Linked DNA regions of Mus musculus: all the other regions are linked to region 1. Evidence: chromatin contacts called from public Hi-C and HiChIP or PLAC-seq data. All regions are on one chromosome and are shown on one strand. Each heading gives the region's core, a stretch centred on a gene start, on an enhancer-like site or on the middle of the called end of the contact. The rest is flanking DNA. Distances are from core to core; before and after follow the strand shown. Region 1 overlaps Slc29a3 (solute carrier family 29 (nucleoside transporters), member 3). Region 2 overlaps Cdh23 (cadherin 23 (otocadherin)). Region 3 overlaps Cdh23 (cadherin 23 (otocadherin)).

Region 1 (4,760 bases), core at 871-3,370:
CTAAGGCACCTGCCTGAGCCCGGCCACTTCTCAAAAGGAGATAGCAGTGGTCAGGAGGCTGCTAGGGACTCTAGATATTGGCCATAGAGTTCGGGTAGGTGGCCATCAGGCGTAAGGGTCAGCTGCCCCACTCCATGCCAGCTACCCATTGCTCGGCCTGCGTGGATGGCTGCTGTAAGCCATTTGTGAAAACCCAGAACCAAAACTGAGTCATTTTGTAAGTTCCCCTGTCTACCCTCTGTCACTAACCACAGTCCAGCCAGCATGGTTCCCAGTGTCTAACACCTGTGATGCCCCTCCCCCACTGTGATGCCCCTCCCCCACCTGTGACGCCCCTCCCCCTTTTGTTCTGCTTCCTGTGAAGCTGTCAGTCACAGCTCTGGCCCCCTCTGCAGCTCTCCCTCCCTTTTTTATCTCTTCCCACCTGCTTACCATCCTGGGCTCCATCTGTACGGCTGGCCGCTCAGGCCCATCCATCCCTTCCTCTCCCCCACCTCTCTCTGTCTGTCTTTGATGTTATTTCCTTTTGCATATATCTTTAGACTCTAGAGGCAATCTCCCCAGCATGATTGATAGAAAGAAGCCTGGGCCAAAGTGGTCGATGTCTTTTTATTTATTTATTTATTTATTTATTTATTTATTTTTTTGGTTTTTCGAGACAGGGTTTCTCTGTATAGCCCTGGCTGTCCTGGAACTCACTTTTTAGACCAGGCTGGCTTCGAACTCAGAAATCCACCTGCCTCTGCCTCCCAAGTGCTGGGATTAAAGGCGTGCACCACCACCGCCTGGAGGTCGATGTCTTTTTAATGTGGTTCATCGTTGTGAGTGAGCGGAGAGCAAAGCCAATTAGAGGCTTTGTACAAACTCAAAGTACTTTTCTTTTTTAAGATTTGTTTTATTTTATATATGTGAGTATACTGTTGGTCTCTTCAGATACCAGAAGAGGGCTTTGGACCCCATTACAGATGGTTGTGAGCCACCACGTGGTTGCTGGGAATTAAACTCAGGACCTCTGGAAGAGCAGTCAGTGCTCTTAACCACTAAGCCGTCTCTCCAGCCCCAGAGTACTTCTCCTAAGGGCAGTCTTCAGCTGAGAAAGTTCTGCAGGGACAGTGGAGGGTCTGGGTTTCCATTAGATTGTCAGTGGTGTGTGAGCGTGAGTGTGTGTGTGTGTTTGTGTGTGTGTATGTCTTTCTCTGTGTTGGTGTCTATGTGTCTATGTGTGAGTGAGTATATCTCTGTGTGTCCATGTGAGTCTGTGTGTGTGTCTGTACATGTTTGCGTGAGTGTATGAGTGTGTCTCTGTGTGTCTGTGTGTGAGTGAGTGTGTCTGTGTGAAGTGTATGTGTGTGTCTGTCTGTATCTCTGTGTTTACATGTGTGTTTGTGTGAATGTGTCTGTGTATGAGTGTGTCTCTCTGTGTGTCTATATCTGTGTTTGTGTGAATGTGTCTGTGTGTGTATGTGTCTGAGTGAGTATGTCTTGTGTGTATGTATGTCTGTGTGAGTGTGTGTGTCTATATGAGTGTGTGTATGTGTCTGTGTATGAGTATGTGTCTGCTGTGTATGAGTATGTGTGTGTGTCTGTGTGTGTGTGTATGAGTATGTGTGTGTGTCTGTGTGTGAGTGTGTATGTGAATGAGTGTACACATGTGTGTGCACCTGAATACGGTCACAACCTGTAGCTCTGACCACCACATGAATCTTCAGAGAAGTTTGTGGCCACAATGGAAACGCTGTGTGTGTAGGAGGAAGCACCTGGCAGGGCTAGCAGAGAGGCCCTGAACAGCCATGTCTCAGGCATGGCCCTTGTCCCTCAGATACATGGGCCCCACCTAGGGTCTATAGAAGCTGCCCTGTGTAGACATGGCTAAATGAGTTATAGGGGTTTTCTAAGGCCACCTTCCAATGTCCCCATGGCTTAGGAAGAAGAGAGACAAGCAGACTTGGACACTCATAGTGACTGTCTCTGGTGTGTGTGTGTGTGTGTGTGTGTGTGTGTGTGTGTGTTTCTCAGGCTCCTTTTTCTCTGGTCCTTCCTTCTGTGCCCCCCACCCCCCAGCCACTGTTTGGCTGGCTGTTTCCGGAGCGGGAGGAATAGAAAGAGGAACAGGAGAGATGTTGGCTTGTCCTACTGGGGCCTAGAGAAAGCTTGGCAGGGGTGGAGTGGGGTGGGTAGAAAGCACACTGCTGTGTTATACCTCCTCCTGAGGCAGGAGGATCATGGTTTGGGAGAGCCAGCCTTGGTTTGTGGGTTTTACTCTTATTAGTGAAGAGGAGCTTTGTGTCCATCTTTAAAAGTGAAGACATTAGCCAGGTGGTGGTGGCGCACGCCTTTAATCCAAGCACTCGGAAGGCAGAGGCAGGTGGATCTCTGAGTTCCAGGCCAGCCAGGACTATACAGAGAAACCTTGTTTTGAAAAACAAAAACAAACAAACAAACAAAAAAAGAGTAATGAGGGCAGGAGAGATGAGGACCTGAGGTCAGAGTCCCAGTACACACATAAAAATCCCACATGAGCAGTACGTGCGTGTAACTGCAGCCTTGAGGGAATCCAGGGTGCTTGCCAGCCAGTCTAGCCAAATCTGTGACCTCCAGGTTCAGCAGGAGACCCTGACTCAAAAATAAAATGAACACCTGGCATTGCCCTCTGACCTTCACACTCATAAATACCCATAAGAACACATACCACCCATGTATATATGTGTGTGTAAAATGAGATGAGACAGGGCCAGCCTGTAAAATCATCCTGTGAGGTCCCTGATACAGAGATCAAATACTTCAGGCTTGCCGGGCCCCAGGATACTCAGTAAAGCTACCATCGCAGGCAGGAGTGACAGGTGGGACCACATCCCTGTGTTTGCAGAAGGATGAGGGCCACCCTTGGCCCTCAGACTGGCTTTAGCCTACCTGTGTTGGTGCTACAGGCCTGGGCACAGATCAGCTTGTACAGGGTTGGGAGGTGCGTGTGGATGCCTCCCAGATGGGGCAGGTCTTTCTCTCTAACCCCACAGCCTGTCAAACTGGGAGGCTGGAACCAAGGCTCCGGGGAAGAACATCTTGCAGCCTTTGGGGTCTTAGGACCCTTGGCACCCCTGGGTCTGCCTTCCCCTCCCCCACCTCGTGTGCACAGCCTCTCTTTTAATGTGTGCCCTATGCTTTGGATATGAAGTTTACCTCCCTTCAAGGAAGGAAGATCCAAGACTTCCTTTCCAAATCAGGGCTCACCCCAGGGCCCTAAGGCTACCCTAGATCAGAGCGGGACTCCTGGACTCACTGTGGAAGGTGTAACAGATGATGTCAGAAGCATGAGGCTAGAGATGACCTGGCTGGGGGGGGGGGGGGGCTGGGACCCCATGCAGGAACAGTTTCCCATGGCAGCTTGGGAAGAAGGCAGGCAGAGCTCCCTACAGGGAGGACAGAGCCAAGGCTTTCTAGGAGTGCTAAGAAAAAGGAAGTAAAGAGCTGGCGGGGAGGGGGGCAGTGAGGTCAAAGTACCTTTTTTTTTTTTTTTTTTTTTTTTTTTTTTGGTTTTTCGAGACAGGGTTTCTCTGTATAGCCCTGGCTGTCCTGGAACTCACTTTGTAGACCAGGCTGGCCTCGAACTCAGAAATCCACCTGCCTCTGCCTCCCGAGTGCTGGGATTAAAGGTGTGCGGCCACCACGCCTGGCTTTTTTTTTTTTTTTTTTTTTTTTTTTTTTTTTTTTAAAGCTCTTGACCCACAGAGAAGGAAGAGCCAGCCAACAGAAATTGGGAGTCAGGCGGTCTTGTGCAATGGCTCGGCAGCAGAGGGAAGAGAGACAGTGATGGGGAGGGAAGAAGGAGTGCTCCCCTTCTGGTGGGGAGGGAAGAAGAAGTGCTCCTGCCTCCATGCAGACAGGGAAAGTAGGGCCTTCCAGGAGACTGGGGAGCTCTGCTGATCGTCTGGAAGGAACTATAAAGTATGGACAGGGACAGAGGCTAGGGAAGCCTTGCTCTTTGGAGAACAGATTTAGTCTCAGTTCATGTTGACCTTGGGCTATCTTCATAGCCCAAGATAGCCCAAGGGGTCAAGGTTTCCAGGGCTGAGGGAACCATTTGATTGGGCCTCCCCATCCTTAGGGACCTATGGTGACATATGGCTGGCTGCAGTTTTTTGAGGCTTTCCCATCTCTCCTCTGGACCCCTCCCCAGCCCCCTCAACCCCACTTGGAAGTGGCACAGCCACCAAGCATGTCCCAGTCCCATGTCCCCTCCATGGGACCTCAGGAGCACAGGAAGCCACTGTCTTCCCTCTGTTTACCTCTCAACTTGTCCAGATGGGAGTGGGCTGTTCCAGGATGAGGGTGCATCCTTAACACCCCAGGCCGTGGAACCAGACAGCTGAAGGCAGGAGCCTGCATGGCCAATCGTTCTTGGCTGCAGCCCGCTCACTGCTGCTAATTTCATGGCCCTGTGATCCAGGTAACGCTCTGCCGCCCTGAGCTACCATCCCCGGGCTGGAATCACTTTCCTTACCCTGCAGGAGCCCAGCTGCCTCCTCCACTGCAGACCTGAGGTGGGGGGGGCAACGCAGAACTGTTTGGTGACAGTAGTTTCAGATTCCGAGGCCGCTGAGGCTCGTGACTAATGTACTCTGCTTATATCAAAGGGCCCAAATGGCATTCCGAGGAGAGAATTTTACCCAAGGCCTGCCAGAGATAAACAGGCTCATTTCAGGGCCTCCCTGCCCAGAGAAACCTTCTTACCTGGACCCTGAGCCCAGAATCAGATTCTTCCA
Region 2 (4,989 bases), core at 101-2,600, 330 kb after region 1:
TTAAGTGCCTCCTGGGGGTGGGGATGCTCTGTGCTCCTCTCAGTCTGACAGTCAGGGATAGATAGTGTGGTAGGGGGAGTGCTAGCTCTGGTCAGTTTGAACCTAGATGACTTAGCCACCATACAGGCCTCCTGGACTCATAACCAGACAACACTGACACATAAGCCCCCCTGGAGCCCACAACCCACCTTGGAAACCCTTGCAGTATGGCCCCAGCCATCTACAGCAGGAGCCAGGGCCTGGGCTAGCGTGTCCCTTCAATTTTCAGTGTTGGATGTGAACGATGAGACTCCCACCTTCTTCCCTGCCGTGTACAACGTGTCCGTGTCTGAGGACGTTCCCCGTGAGTTCCGCGTGGTCTGGCTGAACTGCACAGACAATGACGTGGGCCTCAATGCGGAGCTCAGCTACTTCATCACAGGTACGGCCCTTGCTGCCTGGCAGGGACCTGGACCAGGGGGAGGGGGTGGCAATCAGCCTCAACTTCCTTGCCCCCCCCCGCCCCCAAGGGCTTGCTGGGAGTTTTGAGGCTGAAGGTGTGCTGGGCATGGGCAGAGGGGACAGAGTGTTGCCTGGGGCGTCCCTTCACCCCACTTCAGAAGGCAGTCACTACAGGAATGTGGCTTCATCCCTCCTCGGGGACTCATAAAATCTGTTGGTTGAGATGGGTTTGGTTTGGGCTGGAACATGTTCAATAGAGTTGTGGCTAAAGCTGATAAGGCCCTGTCCTGGCTCTCTGGAGAAAGTGAACCTGCCACGGAGGTAGACCCCGTGGGAAAAGACAAACATGCTCTATGGTTGTCACCTCACGAGCTATAACCGTTTTCCTCTTTCTTTGATGCCTGACCCACCTGACAGGCACTAGGACACACATCCCTGTAACCCTCCCATACCCACCTTCTTTCTGCTTACGAGCCACCTGAAGCCACGTCACACTATACTACATCTATGTGTACATACCTGTACACATATGCAGCATACACACTACCCTCCCTGTCACCTCTCCTCAGCAGCAAGGGATCCCAGGTTCTCCCCTCCTTTCCTCTTCACTCCCACCTCCTAGCCCAAAGACCATCCCAGGAAGCCATAGTTGGTGAGGCACCCACATGACATCAACCGAGAGCTTCTGCCGCTAACACTAATTGCTCTTTATTTCCTGCCTGCCCCATGCAGAACTGGGTTCTGTCTCTTGCAGAAGACACATTAGACTGGGAGGAACCTTCTGGGTCTTTCCTCTCAGAGGCAAGCCATGTAAAGAGCACCTGTAAAGGGACTCTACCTGCTCACCTGCCTTGAGCCCTTCTAGATTGTCAATCTCTGTAACCAGTTGTTCCGAGCACAGTACAATGGCTCCCTCTGCTGGCTAGAGTGCTGTACTGCAGCCTGCTCACACAGGCGGCGTCTCTCCCTCTCTGGTCTCAGACAGTCCCTTCCCTGGCTCCACCCAACAAGGGGACCGCCACTCAAGGACACCAAGCCCACCTGTCTCCTGTCCACATGCTCCTCTATGCCATTCTGAATTCCCGCCTAGAGAGCTGTAGTCCTTTCAGCCCCTCACTATCCCTAAAGATGAGGGTCCTGGGAAATTCACACTTGTACCCCAGTCAGGCCTGAGCCATGTGTAAAATGTCCCTTACCCAGGTCAGCTGTTCAGCCTCCTCTGGGAGAGATGCTAGGGCAACATGGGCAGGACCCACGCTCCAAAGTGAACATACAGGAGGAGCACAGGACAGGATACAGAACTGCAGATCAAGTGGAGGTTAAAGGAACTAGTCCATAATTGGAGTGCCTGGCACACAGTAGGTGCTCATACAAGCTGCACCCTCTACCTGTAAGAGCATCCTCTGAGGGATCCTGTGCAGGTTCCCACTCAGGAGGAGAGTCATGGTGCGTCACTTTGTAGAACTCTGCTGAACAACCCAAGTCTTCCTTCTCTTCTGCCTGCAGCGGGAAACGTGGATGGGAAGTTTAGTGTGGGCTACCGTGATGCCGTGGTGAGAACCGTAGTCGGCCTGGACCGTGAGACCACGGCTGCGTACACACTGGTGCTGGAGGCCATAGGTGAGTGCTAGCTGTCGTGCACACTGCCCACATGGCTGTTCCAGGCAGAGTTTACCCTGGGGAGCCCGGCTTAGAGTCAACCCTCTGCCCCGAGGCTAGTGAAGAAAGGCCCCCACACTCACAGGGCACTGTGGGGTGAGTGACTACCCCTCAGTGGCTATCATGTGCTCCCAACTATAAAGAAGGGTAAAGCCACATGCAGGCCAATAAGTAGACTCATGGCCACTCTGCTGGAAAGAAAAAATGTCTTCATCAGAAGGTGGCCAGGAGGAGACTGGATTCCATGCCCTGGGCAGAGCTACAGACACCCCGAACCCCACCCCCAGCCTCTGGGAAGAACTCTTCCTTGCTCCTCCAGGTCCCGTGGCCTTGGGGTTCCTTGGCTCATGCCCCACCCCTCACCTGACCTTCTCTTTGCTGGTGGTTGGTTTTTGAGACAAGCAATACTCAAATAACTGGTCTCTAATAATCCTCCTGCCTTGGCTTTCCTTGAGGAGCTACAGGCACGCACTGTGATCAGAGTACAGAACCTTCTAAGTCACTGAATCACTGGTTAAATGGCTAGGGGGACTGACCTCCCTTCAAGATCTTCAACTTAATTATGTCTCCATAGGCCCCTTTTATGAAATGAATAGTGTGCCTAGGCTCTGAGGATCTGACCGTTCATCCCACCTTCTTTAGTGCCCTGCTTAGCTCAGCTGTGCATTGGGATGGAGAATCCTGCCTGCTTCCCTAGCTTGTTGTGAAGACTGAATGAGCCAGACAAGGCTCTCCCTGGGATGTGGCATTATGTCAGCCCCAGGATATCGTTAGTGGTGTTGATGGTCCAGAAGGGCAGTGAGCCACCATCCCTTGAGGCAGATGAAGGACTGTGTAACTCTGGCTGATGGCCTGGCATACAGAGCTTCTAATACCTTTTCTTCACCCCTCACCCTCCACAGACAATGGCCCTGTAGGCAAGAGGCGCACGGGTACAGCCACCGTGTTTGTCACAGTTCTGGATGTGAATGACAACCGGCCCATCTTTCTGCAAAGCAGCTATGAGGCCAGTGTCCCCGAAGACATCCCAGAAGGCCACAGCATTGTGCAGGTAGGTGGCAAGCTAGGACCAGGCAGGGCTCTGCTCAGCCCTGAGAGTATTCATACTCGATAGCATCATACTATAAGGGGTGGGGACAGCAGGGATCCAAGGGTGGGCTGGAAGTGGCTTGTACTTGAAGAAAAATGGTCCCTCCTCCCTTCTGAGAAGAATGGGCCACAGTCTGTGTTAGCTGAGGACAGGGCCCTGGCTCACCTTGGCGTCCCCCAGAGCCTTTCAAAGCAGTGGAGAGAGGAAAGTAGCTGTTTCCTGGAAAGGAATCAAGGAGAGAGAGCGCGAGAGCCAGGGCTCAGCAAGGCCAGAACAGAGCTGCTTTCACGGCTTGTTGGCCAGGCTCCCCTCTTGGAAGGAAGCAGGCAAAAGGAAGAGCTCCTTGGCCCAGTATAGGAGCCACAGCTAAAAGGCCCAGAGGGAGGAGGACCCTAAAAATGAAGCACACCACACACACACACACACACACACACACACACACACACACACACGGAGAGGGAAGGGGGCTCTCAGTTGCTGGGAGGGAAGACAGGGAATGAATGGCCCATTTCACCAGCCTCAGTGTTTTGACTCATCCTAAGGGTAAGCCAACTCAGCAAAGATGGGCCTGCCACTACGGCCTGTTTTCTGGCTCAGTGGGAAAAGAAGAGTAGGAAGTGGGAATGTGTCTACCTCCCCGTGTGGGCACTGTCAGTTGTCAGGAGAGGCTCAGAAAGACTCTCAATAGATTCCAGGAAGACCAGAGGCATCCAGCATCTGGCTCCAGGAGGGAGGAAATGGGTCCCTTCCTCTGGCCTCAGCTAAGAAAGAATTAGAGCCCCACCACCACCACCACCATGAGGCAATAGGGCCCCACCCTTGCTTAGTACCTGCAACTCTCAGCTCACTGATAGGCACCCCAGAAACTGCAGCCCACCCAAACTAAGGACAACATAGCAGGTCATAAGGGAGCCTCGTTCCTACATTTTAGTCTGAGATGTTTCAGGGAGCTGAAGAAATGGGGGTGGGGGGGGCAGGGAATTGTTTAAAGATGGTTTGGAGTGGAAGCTGATTTTTTTTCCCCAGCCCTGAAATTCTGGTTTCTACATTTGTAAGACTTGAGTCTGCATCCTGGAGTCCCTGAGTGACATGGGCTCCCCCTACCCACCCCTCTGCTCTCCTCACTTCTCAGATGTTCAGCATCTCAGGACACTTTCTCCTAGGCCCTAGAAGTATCCTGCAAAGATGCACCCCTCCCTTTCTGAGGTCTCCAGGACGCAGGAGCAAGGCACAGTGACCTTACCTCTGTAGCATGCTTGGAGAACCACCTTCCTTTAGGCTGTGGGAGCACTGGGGCACTGGGAGATCAGTGTGGGTGTGCGTCAAGCTGACAGCTGATAACCTTGGTGAGTGGGGTACAGTGAGCGCTGGCACAAGATCTGGCTCCCTGCTGCTCCCGGGCTCATAGGGAAGAAGGCAGATGAGACTGTGCATGCTGCCTGCCTCCCTGATGCAGATTAGACACAAGAGCAATTCTGGGAGAGGGGGCAGTTCTATTGGAAAACAAAGGAGGCTTCGAACTACTGGTACTAATAAAGCATAAACGGTAAGCAGGGAGGACAGTATCATTCAGCTGCCTGAAGTGTCTGGTCAGGACGAGAGGCTCGAAATATAAATTGCAGCTAGTGGCCAGATGCACACTGTAGAGTGGGTACATCCAGTGGACACAGAGGAGACAGTGACAGCTCTGGACAAAGTAACAGCAAAACCAGAGATTAGTCCTTGGGAAGACTTAAGTGGCTTAACTAGGGTAGGCAGCCTTGTGATGGGCTCCTGGATCATTTGACTCTGGGACAGGA
Region 3 (4,660 bases), core at 2,142-4,641, 370 kb after region 1:
GGTTGTAAGTGTGTCTCACCATGCCTGGTTTACACAGTACTGGGGATTGAACCTAGGACTTGTGAGTGCAGGGATGCTATGGGGGCAAGTCCACCAACTGAGCCATATCCCCAGTTCTATGACTTGTGTCACTAGTGTCACACAGAACTGGATTGACCTGAGAGACAGACTCCGAGCTCTTCACCTCCACCCGGAGATGAGGGCACTGGTCCCGTCTCTGCTGGTCAGTCCTGTGGAGTAGCCAAGTATGTCCATGCTATGGTCTTCCCATCAGCCCAGACAGAGGCAAGAGGGTGGATTTCTGGGCTGCAGCCTAGCTCTAGGTGGTATTCAACCTCTAACTGCACATCCTCCTTAGCTGTTTTCTCTGGGAGAGCTACCCACTCTTTTAGCCAGCAGCAGCAAGACCATACCAGAGGCTAGAAAACCACAGACAGACAGCCCCAGGCCTGCAGGAAAAAAAAAAAAAAAAAAAAAAAAAAAAAAAAAAACGGGACAAAACTGATGCTCTGTGCATGATGTGACCCAGGACTGTGGGAGCTCAGAGCCAGGGACCAGGAAGGATTTCTAGGCTGATTTATTTATTCTGTGGGTGGAGGGAGCATGTGTATGGGCACACATAGGATGCTCGTGAAGATCATAGGACAATTTACCAAAACTGGTTCTTTCCTTCCACCACGTGGAAGTTTGAACTCAGATCATCAGTCTTGTTTACAAGTGTCTCTACCGACTGAGTCATCTCACCAGCCCACGGATGTTATTTGTAGCATAGGGCTTAGGAATCAGCTGCCAAGAAGTTCCCAGTATCCCAGGGGAACCCCTATGTCCAAACCCCTCCCCTTCTTTCTTCTGTGGGCAATACCCCTTCACCTCCCAAAGCCGGACATTCCTATCCACAGCCTTTAGCCTGTATCATACAGGCCAGGAACAGCTGGGCTGCACGGACCAGCTGGGCCAGCCTTAGACCTGCCACACAATGACCCGCCACCCGGCCAGAGGAAACCATTGTATTGCTTGGGACTTCTGTTAGCTCCAAGCCACAGGCAGGAAGGACAGAACTATGGCAAGGCCCAAGTGGCCATCAAGGGGCCCTGCAGGAGGAAGGGCTGGGTCCAGGGAGGAAGGACGAAAGGCAATGAAGAGGTCAGGGGAGAGCCCTGACCCTGAGGCACCTTGGCAGGAGATTTAGGAGAGAGGGTGGCCTCTTTGACATATGAATGACAGCCAGCAGCAGGAAATACCATCCCACAGTCCCAGATAACCCTGACTTCCCTGGTTACAGGGGAGAAAATCTGTACGCACCCAGTTCCCAGGCCCTGGCAGTGGCTCTAAGGTGGGCTGTGAGCTGGGAACACCGCCCTAGCAGTTCATCACATTCTGTAAAGTGAGCCTCTGCAGCCAGGACCCTAGCTTCCCAGGCTCTGCCCACTCCCCACCCCACCCCTACCCTAACCATTTCCATGTGTTCACATCAGGCAGGCTTATCTGTCCCGGGCCAGCAAGAGTAACCACGCTGACCTTTCTAATTACTTGTGTTTTTAATCAAATATGCTGCAGGAGAACAGGATGGGCAGTCGTTCAAGCAGCACCTGCAAGTCAGCTTGCTTGTTGGGAGACACTCTGCCACTTCCCAGATGTTGACACACAACTGGCTGGGCTTCTAGGGTTCACGGTCAGAGCAAGGTCTCTGTTCCCTTACCTTTTCCCGGATGCAAACAGGTACAGTGCAGGGACTCTGTGTCTACCAAAAATCCCCAGGCAGGAAAGGGGCATAGTAGGGGTGTAGAAGAAGCCCCCACACTAGCTGTGAGAAGGCCAGAGAAGACAGAGCATAAATAAGAATATATTCCTGGTATGGCTTGAATGTAATAGTAAACTTGTGGGGTCAAGTTCATCTCTCAGCAGCCCAGCATGTACAAGTTGAAGGTGATAGCAGGTTAATGGACAAGAAGGCTGTTTGGTTCAATGACAGGAAAGGAGCTAGGCCTGAGAGGCAAGAGAACCAACATTAGTCCCACCAGCCACAAAACATGTGCCTTTCAGAACCACCATTTCCTTCTGCATTAAACAGGGATGGTAAAGACTCTTGCTTGGGGGTGGAGGAGGCTCAGCAGATACAGTGCTTGGCACGCACACATGAGGAACCAGAGTTCAGATTCCCAGCACCCACAGGCCGCGTGTAGTCTATAACCCCAGCAGTTCGGGGTAGGGTGGGACAGGTACAGGCAGGTCCCCAGAGCTCGGTGCTTAGCTCCAGATTCACTGAAGGGTCTGCCGAAAAGAAAGTGGAACACTAACGAGTCAGCTCAGCTCTACTTACAGAGGATCCACATGGCAGCTCACAACTATCTATTCCCTAACTCCATTCCCAAGTGATCCATTGCCCTCCCGGCCTCCACCGGTGCCTAGCATACATGTGATGCTCTTAGAGACATGCAGGGCAACAAAACAAAACAAAACAAACAAAAAAACAAAACAAACAAAAAACATGCACATAAAATTTTAAAATAAATGCTAAAAATACACAATGGTGGAGTTGGAAAAATAGCTCAAGTAGTTAAGAGCTGACTTTTAATTTGTTGCTCTTGCAGAAGACCCAGGTTTGATTCCCAGTGCTCACACTGTAGCTCATAGCCACCTGTAACTCCAGTTCCAAGCGTTCCAGCAGGCATGTACGTGACACCTATGCATGTATTCAGGCAAAACATTCATATAGTAAATAAATCGTAAAAAAAAAAAAAACATACATTGCAAAGGAATGGAGGAAGACACCCAGTGATTTCTGACTTCCATATGCACACACAAAAACATATATACACGCAAACATCATATATATACACACAGAAAGGCTTTCAAGACTGATATGGAGACAGATGTCAAATAAACAAGAACACACGTGGAAATCTTTTGGGAAGCATATTTTAACCAAAATGATTAAGACATGGCATTCATACTGCCACTTCCCTTCCTGAGTCCAAGGCAGGCATTACTAATCAATCTCAGAACTTTCTTATCAACTGTATCCTTAGCAGAATTCCTCTCACCATATTTTCCAGGAAGCCACACCCAACAGATCAGAACCCAGTGAAATGTTTATCCCCTGGCAATAATGCCATTATAGAGATCTTCACTGGCCCAGACAAAGCTAGATCCCCAGAGTGGAATCCTGAGGTCCTGGTTCAAGCCAGTTACCCAAGGACTCTGTCAGCTATCTGCTCCCCAGGCTGGCATTAATCCTCACCCTCCCAGGACTCCCAGGACTCGCACTCATGGTGGAGAAGGAAAGTGCCAGGGTAAAGCAGCAAGCATGCAGAACATGAGCCAGATGAGCCGTATTCTCTGTGATCTGGGACTGGCACTCAGCTGGGCTGTCTGTGTTTCAAGAGACTTTTGCACTGCCCTCCCTTCCCCCCATCCTGCCTGGCACCCTCCTCCCCCAGTTCCTCTTTTGCCTATTTTAGTTCCCTGAGAAATTTTTAGTTCAGCTCCCACCATGGCAGGTTCAGCGCTGGCATGGACACTGCTCTAGCTCACACCCAGGAAAGCCTTTTCCAGGAGGGAGCATCCTAACAGTGCCCAGGTTAGGAAAGACAAAGGGCCCTCAGCAGCCCGTAGCCTAGCCGCCTCCTCCAAGTCCTCCGGGGAGCAGTTCTCAAAGAAGGAGCTAGCCCCTTCCAGGCCTCTCAGCCCCTTCTCCGCCTCTTCCTGGCAGAAGTAGGGTAGCCCCGGGGTTGCTCTTTTGAGAAGTTGGTCCAAGGCACACTACAATACTTCAGCAGGGTCAGCTCGGTCCACAACAGCTACCAGTGGCCCTTTGGCTTGTCAAGAAGCCCCTGCTTTATCAGACACCTTTCCTCCTGGTTTCTCCCATCCCAGGCCCAGGGAGAGCTTCATCGGAGATAGGTAGAGACCCTCCAGAGATAGATAAAGCACCCGCTCCAAATTTCTGATGGATTCCGTAAGGATCAATTACCTCCTCAAAATACAGACTTCGCTCTCTAGGCTTTTGCTGGTACCAGGAACCCAATATGGCCCTTGAGGCTACAGGGCTCCTCCCTCCTCTTGGGGAACTCAGTTCCCCACTGTGTCTCATTGCCACCCCATCTTTTGCCCCAAGGGCTAGCACCTCAGGGCACCTCCATTTTCCACCCTAAGATCCTGCAGCTGTCTCTACAGCAGCAGCAAGGTGGTAGCACCCAAGTTCATGGATGTAGACAGAACCCGGACCACACAAAACTTCACCCAAAACAGGAAACCACCAAGCTGACATGCCTTTGCTTGCAGGGTCCCAAGAAGAAGAGACTTAGAGCCCTACAGGAGGAAGCTGGGCAGGAAGCGAGTGGTTCTTCTGCTGGGGGCCTCCTCTCCTTTCCACGGAGCTGCAGCCATGCAGGGGTCCCCACAGGCAAATTCTTAGAAGTCATCTGAGTGGTGAGGTCTGAAGCTTAGGGCTGGAGACAGGTCAGGCTCCCCCAGGGGACAGGCTATACTCATCGTTCAGCTGGTCTGTGGGTTCTAGTCTTTGACTGGCCTCACAGCCCTGCCACTGAACAGCTGGCAGTTCGCCAGGCCATTATCCCCAAAGCCAAACAGAACAACACATTCTGTCTATAGTAACTGCATAGATCTAGAGCAATGGATGGTGCAGAAGAGTGGACCC

Evidence for each region. Hi-C and Micro-C count contacts between places; a contact is called where the count stands out from the background. HiChIP or PLAC-seq counts read pairs in DNA pulled down with a chosen protein or histone mark.
Region 2: a Hi-C map of bone marrow-derived macrophages shows a contact between it and region 1, with 21 read pairs. The contact joins two enhancer-like sites. A contact is called at or near these places in 12 of 39 promoter capture datasets (the C10 cell line, the HPC-7 cell line, cranial neural crest and 9 more), 3 of 484 Hi-C or Micro-C datasets (bone marrow-derived macrophages, colorectal tumor organoids and embryonic fibroblasts), 8 of 115 datasets of contacts at active chromatin or transcription factors (the HPC-7 cell line, bone marrow-derived dendritic cells, bone marrow-derived macrophages and 5 more) and 2 of 9 other capture datasets (adipose tissue and pancreatic islet).
Region 3: a contact with region 1 is called in an H3K27ac HiChIP or PLAC-seq map of microglia, with 5 times the contacts expected there. The contact joins two enhancer-like sites. A contact is called at or near these places in 5 of 39 promoter capture datasets (the C10 cell line, cranial neural crest, frontonasal cranial neural crest and 2 more), 1 of 484 Hi-C or Micro-C datasets (bone marrow-derived macrophages), 4 of 115 datasets of contacts at active chromatin or transcription factors (bone marrow-derived macrophages, embryonic basal ganglia, microglia and 1 more) and 4 of 9 other capture datasets (adipose tissue, embryonic stem cells, liver and 1 more).

The regions. Positions count from the first base shown.
Region 1 is chr10:60,737,146-60,741,905 of GRCm38.p6, reverse strand. All of the region lies in intron 2 of Slc29a3 (solute carrier family 29 (nucleoside transporters), member 3), which reads left to right. Among named protein-coding and RNA genes, the nearest start is that of Slc29a3, 13 kb to the left of the region's middle. Within about 2 kb of position 2,120, at least 80 of the 459 cell types and tissues checked have an H3K27ac peak or open chromatin away from gene starts, as enhancers often do. A contact at or near this core is called in adipose tissue, bone marrow-derived macrophages and microglia, where this site is marked.
Region 2 is chr10:60,404,447-60,409,435 of GRCm38.p6, reverse strand. Cdh23 (cadherin 23 (otocadherin)) reads left to right here. Exons shown (of 71, transcript NM_023370.3): 27 at 269-421; 28 at 1,948-2,061; 29 at 3,003-3,151. It also overlaps a transcript of Vsir not described here. Among named protein-coding and RNA genes, the nearest start is that of Gm17455, 7.2 kb to the right of the region's middle. Within about 2 kb of position 1,350, at least 7 of the 459 cell types and tissues checked have an H3K27ac peak or open chromatin away from gene starts, as enhancers often do. A contact at or near this core is called in bone marrow-derived macrophages, where this site is marked.
Region 3 is chr10:60,370,557-60,375,216 of GRCm38.p6, reverse strand. All of the region lies in intron 39 of Cdh23 (cadherin 23 (otocadherin)), which reads left to right. It overlaps Vsir (V-set immunoregulatory receptor), which reads right to left. Exons shown (of 7, transcript NM_028732.4): 7 at 2,533-4,660. Among named protein-coding and RNA genes, the nearest start is that of Vsir, 26 kb to the right of the region's middle. Within about 2 kb of position 3,391, at least 103 of the 459 cell types and tissues checked have an H3K27ac peak or open chromatin away from gene starts, as enhancers often do. A contact at or near this core is called in adipose tissue, bone marrow-derived macrophages and microglia, where this site is marked.